2 separate regions of the Oryctolagus cuniculus genome follow, and region 1 is linked to region 2. A link is a contact called in public Hi-C data. All regions are on one chromosome and are shown on one strand. Each heading gives the region's core, a stretch centred on a gene start, on an enhancer-like site or on the middle of the called end of the contact. The rest is flanking DNA. Distances are from core to core; before and after follow the strand shown. Region 1 overlaps LOC138843476. Region 2 overlaps SORL1 (sortilin related receptor 1).

Region 1 (3,098 bases), core at 594-3,093, 570 kb before region 2:
GTATCATCGATGGGCCCACGACCCCTGGCCAGAACCCTTTTCTCAGGGCTGCCAGCAGAGGCCAGTGAGGAAGTTGTATGGGGTCATCTGAGCTCTGAACACAAACAGATGTAGCTTTGATCCCTATCTATGACCTCAGTTTCTTCATCCATAAAATGGAGCTAACCTAATTTCACAGTCAAGATCTCAGCAGCGACCCGATGGCAAAATGACATCATGTGTCACAAAGCAGGCGGTAGCCTCCGGTCAGTGCCAGGGCACTGTGGTCATTCAGAGAAGTTTCCTTATTCAGGTCCCACTCACCAGGCTGGTCAATAAAGAGCTTCCCGCCGGCACCGCGGCTCACTAGGCTAATCCTCCGCCTTGCGGCGCCGGCACACCGGGTGCTAGTCCCGGTCGGGGCGCCGGATTCTGTCCCGGTTGCCCCTCTTCCAGGCCAGCTCTCTGCTGTGGCCAGGGAGTGCAGTGGAGGATGGCCCAGATGCTTGGGCCCTGCACCCCGTGGGAGACCAGGAGAGGCACCTGGCTCCTGCCATCGGATCAGCGCGGTGTGCCGGCCGCCCCGCGCTAGTCGCTGCGGCCATTGGAGGGTGAACCAATGGTAAAGGAAGACCTTTCTCTCTGTCTCTCTCTCTCACTGTCCACTCTGCCTGTCAAAAATAAAATAAAATAAAATAAAATAAAGAGCTTCCCCTGGGCCTGTTGGTTGCTTCCTTGGTATTGCACACGATGAGGAGTTGTCTCCCAAAGGCTCAGTCTGGGTCACGGCCAGTGCACTGCCCAGTGCTCCTTCATGGTGCAACTCATTGTCTTGCACTAAGGGTGGCCCGTGAGCCTCACTTTCTCCTTTCCACCAGGACAGGAGGAGGTCAGGAAACCCACACTCCCATCTCAGCTCCACTGATGGCTTTTCTGGAAATCATTTGGCTGCATGAGCCTCTGATGCTGTTTGGAGAAAGAGAGCAATATATTTGATGTCCTACTTGCCTGCCAGGGTGGGAGAGGATGAATGAGACTGTATCTCTCTGGAGAAAGATAGTTTGTGGACACCAGCTTGTTCACAGCAAGGTGGGGAGTGGTGAGCTGCCAGGATGCCCGCGCGGCACCGGAAGCTGGAGTGGCCACCCTGGCCAGAGCATCCAGGAGACAGGACGGGCATCATGCTTTAGTCAGACGGCGGAGCCACGCCTGTCTCCCCAGAACCGCCCTGGGTGAATGTCCGGCTTTATGGTGCCTCCGTGCCAGTCGGGGAATCGGACACGAAGCAGAGGCCAAGGGTTACCAATCACCAGCGCCCAGACAAAGCCCGGGCTGTGCGAGCTGATTACTCATACCTCACTCACCTGCGCGCCGCAGTCCCCGGGCACTGAGAACCGTCTCCCCAAAGCAGTGCCCTGATTGACCGCGGAGACCCTCCACTCTGTAACTCAGAGCGAGCCCACGCTGGTGGCTGGAGACTCACCCGCCAGCGTGCTCGCCTCCTCCGGGCCAGGCACCGTCCCAAGCGGGCTCGGCCTTGCCATGCCTCGCAACTCCCACAAGGGGGAGCCCCCGGAGGGCAGCTGGGGCTGCGGAATTTTGGAAGCGCTGAAGTTTTCTCCTCCTGTCCTGTAGCTGGTTTTCCCTCACCCCACTGTGAGATTTCTTTGTTGCAATGTCGGGGTCTGAGATAACACTTCTGGAGGCTGCAGGCGAGAACCACAGCTGAAACCATCCTCTATTGTGTGTTGTTGTTGTTGTTTTTTTACCAGCCTGATAAACTACGGAGGCAAAGTAACAAAGAGCTTGAAGATACACGCACAGCGCACAGGCCCTGGACGGAGGCTGACGGCGTCAGACACTCAGAACCAAGACATCCCAGGGGCAGCCGGGAGGTGCCTGTGGCTGCGGCGCGCAGGTAGGACCCGGGAGAGGCTGGCCAGGGGGCTCAAGGGGTGGGGGCGGGAGTGGGGTGGGAGGAGTAGATGGAACCCACACGGAGGTGTTCAGCAGAGATGAACCGGGGGGGGGGGGGGGGGGAGCAGTGCAGAGAGGCCCCAGGATGGAGGGAGAGAGCAGTGAGGAGCCCTGGGGGAGTGCAGGGATAAAAACCAGAAATGGTTTTTTGGGTGTGGTGCAAAGGGCTGACCACGCGCAGGCGAGGGAGGGATTGGGAACTGCATCAGAGACTTAAGTTGGTTTGAAGTTGGTTCCAACTTGGCCGCCCCAGACGCCTCGCAGGACAGGAGAGGACAGAAGATTGACAGCGAATGCTCAGTTGCACAAGAAAATTCACAGTGAGTAGGTGTGCCCCACGGTGGCTCCCGGTCTGTAGCCACACCTCCTCCCCGCTGGGACCTGAACTGGAAGGGATTCTGGCGGGAGGGCATTTTCAGGTTTTGTCCCTTTGAGCTGGTTCACACTTTCCCTCTCGTCTTCCACGTTTGCCCCAGGTAATGGCCCAGGAGTCAGAAATTCTTCCTTCTAATCCAAGCCTTGCCACTTATTGGCAAGATTAGCTAAAGCAAAGAAGCATCCGAGTTTCCTCTTTCTTTGTCTATGAAAGGGAGATAATAACATATTACTGATGAGCCTTACAGGATTTTCCCGAGGTTTGAATAGTAAGATAATGTGGAGAAATGCTCTTAATAGGTTATAATTGCTAGCTAAATAAAAGATGGCATTAATAATAATTAATCAGTTAATAGTTCCTTCCCACTCTCAGCAGGGGATTTGCCTTGTAATCTTTGTAGGAACTTCAAAAACTCCATGGAAAATAGAATTAAAAGATAAATTTATTGTGGTATAAAAAATTTGGAATCTGTGCATGTGAGAGGTATTTGGAAATCACGGAAAACACAGATAACAAAAAGATTATGCCAGGAGTTCATCTTTTCTTGCACCAAAATAAATTCATCTTTTAATTCCATTACCACAGTTTTTTTTTTTTTTTTTTGAAGTACTGTTTTCTGTATCTAATTCCACTATTTGTGGGAAATTTTGAATACCCCTCCGTGTTTCCTTGGCACTTCTTAGAGCACCCACTTCGGCAGATAAGTGGGAAACATTGGTTTTTTTCCCTCTGAGCCACTGTTAAATGTTCTTTTTCCCTGTTTTGG
Region 2 (3,353 bases), core at 337-2,836:
CCCTCCTGGTAGAGCCCTGTGCAACCAAGTGCTGATCCGCACTCGGGGATCACTGCGTGGCACTGGGAGGGGTGCGCTCCTTTTGTCCCTGGGGGCGGAAGCAAAGAAGCCATCCCATTCCTGCAAGGCGCTAGCTGATGAAGCAAGAAAAGGGAACGGCACTAGCAGATATCAACCAGTGAACGGGAATACATACATGCGTTTTGAAACAGAAAAACAAGGACCACAGAAAACATAAATATGCAAACTCCCATTTAGCAGCCTGAGTTTGGGGAGGTCATTTAACATGCCCACTGCATCAAGTTAATTAATTTAGCTGTGTTAGTGTTAGCATTATGTATTAGCAGTAATACTAGCTGTGTCGGTGTTAAGGAATTTGAGTGTGTGAAGATTTCTAAGGGGGATAAAAGGATCCCCCTTCAGGACCGGCGCTGTGGCTCACTGGGTTAATCCTCCACCTTGTGGCGCTGGCATCCCAAATGAGCACCGGGTTCTAGTCCCGGTTGCTCCTCTTCTCTCTCTGCTGTGGCCTGAGAGTGCAGTGAAGGATGGCCCAAGCGCTTGGGCCTCTGTACCCACATGGGAGACCAGGAAGAGGCACCTGGCTCCTGGCTTTGGATCGGCGTAGCACCGGCTGGAGCAGCCATTTGGGGAGTGAACCAACGGAAGGAAGACCTCTCTGTCTCTCTCTCTCACTGTCTATAACTCTACCCGTCAAATAAATAAATAAATAAAAGGATCTCCTTCCTTTCCCCCAAGCTATGTGTTACTGAGACATAAGTCAAGAATGGCTGGTGAAGTGGTGCTAGCAACTGGAAAGAGACACAAGCAGGATAGAAGGGCATCTTTTGCTAGAAGTCAATTGGGAAAATACTACATTTATTTTATTTATTTTTTAAATATTTATTGTTTGAAAGGCAAAGTTACAGGGAAAAGTAAGGAGGTCTTCCATCTGCTGGTTGGCTCCCCAGAAGGTCACAACAGCTGGGCCAGACCAAACCCAGGAGCCTGGAACTCCATCTGGGTCTCCCACATGGGCAGCAGGGACCCAAGCACTTGGACCTCAGCTGCTTTTCTGCTGCTTTCTCAGGCTCATTAGAGGGGAGCTGGATTGGAAGCAGAGCAGCCAGGACTCCAAATGCCCCTCCTATGGGATGCTGGCGTCGCAGGCAGTGACTTAACCTGCTGTGCCCCAGTGCCAGCCCCAGCCAGGATTCCAACTACCCCTCCTATGGGATGTCGGTGTCACAGACAGCAACTTAACCTACTGCGCCCCACACTAGCCCCAGGAAGGCACTGCGGTTCCTCTTGACTACATTCTCCAGAGAGGTCAGAGTTCAGGAGTGCAAAGGATGAGACAGGGGTTGACAATCTGGGGAGCTTTGACACTGGCATCTCCCAAGCCCAAGGCCTTTCTATCTTTCCTATGCCAGGCAAGCTCCTTATCCCTGTTTCAGCCCAGTACTGCACAGCTGAAGCCAAGATGGTATTTTAACTTGGGAACACCTTAAAAAGCTAAGGGCTCCAACCACTTCAGCCCAAGGCCATGAAATTAACACTGAATGAATGACTCCTCTGGTGCCCAGGATGAGCTGCTGTTCCGAATCAGGTCACTGGCTTTGGGAGACCCGCCCTGCGAAGAAGTGGTGACTCACCCAAGTCATCCCCAGAGGAGAAGATGGCGGAGCCGAGTCTGGAGCTGTAGTGGCTGTTGGCGAAGGCGGTGAAGCTGCTCTGCAGCCTCCGATGCTTCGTGTACAGGATGGCAAACCCGACCCCCAGGCTCAGCAGTATCAGAAACAGGATGGGCACCACCACGGCGGCGACATCAGTAGACCTGGCAGCCTGCATCGCCGACGCATCGCCACCTGCAGACACGAGACTCCCATCAATGAGCCTCCTACCCGAGGGCAGGAGAGTGCACCAGGCAAGTCCTTAAGGCCCCACCCTCTCACCATAGAAACTACTTCACAGGAGCTACCCCGACCTCCTCTCTGCACGTGTGTGATGCCGGCATGTTTCCCGACTACTTGCTACGCGCTGAAAGACCATGGGCCTCGTGCATGCAAATACGGTAATTACGTTAGCGCCCTAATCGCCGCCTTGTTGGTTATTTAGATCATCTCTTGGAAGGCAGACCTTTGCTGGGGTGTCAACATTGATTTCATTAGCATTATTACTTAAGACCACTTGCTTGCCTTACATAACAGGATGTGAAATCAGACCACTAATTAACGAGATCGCAATTATTTCCCCCTACTTGGCACCAAAGTCACTCTGAACTGCAATCACCTGAAGCTCCATTAAGTGATACAAACGAGATTCCTTTACAATACCGACTTAACAGCTCATGAAGTTTTATGAGGTTTTTTCACTTAGTGAAAAAAAAAAAAAGAGAGAGAAACAACCATCCCATATACATTTAGCATCTTTTAAAGCTTTTTGCAAAGCCATTTAGGTGTTTATAACCTAACAACGATGCCCCCTGCCCATCGTTACAAATGGATGCTGGCTTTGTGATGACAGATCTGGACCACTGGGGCTCTCGGCCCCATTTCCTGCCCTGTTGGGACCCCGGGAACATTTTTATGTTAAAAATCCTAAGGAAAGATAGAAGTTGAGGCAGAAAATGGAACTCAGGCATCAGTTTGCAGCAAAGGAAGCACTCAGGGTGGGGGAGATGGTACAGGCACGGTCTGGGCCTCATGCAGACGGCTCAGGCTACTTGGGGATTCACCCTGCCAGGGCCCTCATAAAGACAGGCGGGAGAGCAGCCATTTTTTGTAAGCCTAATCTAGCAGTTCAATATTCATGTCTGTATTTAAATTTCTTCCATTACTTTCTTGCCAGGAAAAAAAAAAAAAAAAAAACACAAAACTCCAGCAAGACCTTATTTAATGCGTCCCAGCCTACCCCTGCTGTGCAGTGGTAAATGAACGGAATGCTCACGGCTGGAACTCAAAGGAGATGATAGGAAGGAAAGAGCCTGCTCCCAACAGCACGGGCTTCATAAAGGCAGCTGGTAGGGGTCCTCACAACGCTCCTTCTCAAGGCATTTCTCAGAGGCTGTTAACCGGGTATGCTTAAAAATGGTGCTGCACTTAGGAAACATGACGTTAGCCAGGTGTGCTGTTTGTTTTTTCTAGGACCTTCTCAGGATGTCTACTACACCACATCACCCCCAAGGGCGCTGGAAGGTAGTGTCTCCCTCTTCTACAGGGACGCCAAGCCTAAGTATTCCACAAGATCACACCCTGGGGAGCAGTATGTGATGGAACAAGATTCTGGCAGGAGCACTGGTTAGTTTTTGGCTGGGAGGAAGTGGGAGTGAAAAGTCTGTTGAAATCCTGCAA

Evidence for each region. A called contact is a pair of places that touch in the nucleus more often than the background predicts.
Region 1: a Hi-C map of embryonic fibroblasts shows a contact between it and region 2, with 2.1 times the contacts expected there. The contact joins two enhancer-like sites.

The regions. Positions count from the first base shown.
Region 1 is chr1:114,661,331-114,664,428 of mOryCun1.1, reverse strand. It overlaps LOC138843476, which reads left to right. Exons shown (of 9, transcript XR_011378215.1): 5 at 1,752-1,897. Among named protein-coding and RNA genes, the nearest start is that of MIR100, 54 kb to the right of the region's middle. Within about 2 kb of position 1,843, at least 3 of the 8 cell types and tissues checked have an H3K27ac peak or open chromatin away from gene starts, as enhancers often do.
Region 2 is chr1:114,088,639-114,091,991 of mOryCun1.1, reverse strand. It overlaps SORL1 (sortilin related receptor 1), which reads right to left. Exons shown (of 48, transcript NM_001082664.1): 47 at 1,656-1,868. Among named protein-coding and RNA genes, the nearest start is that of SORL1, 170 kb to the right of the region's middle. Within about 2 kb of position 1,586, at least 1 of the 8 cell types and tissues checked has an H3K27ac peak or open chromatin away from gene starts, as enhancers often do.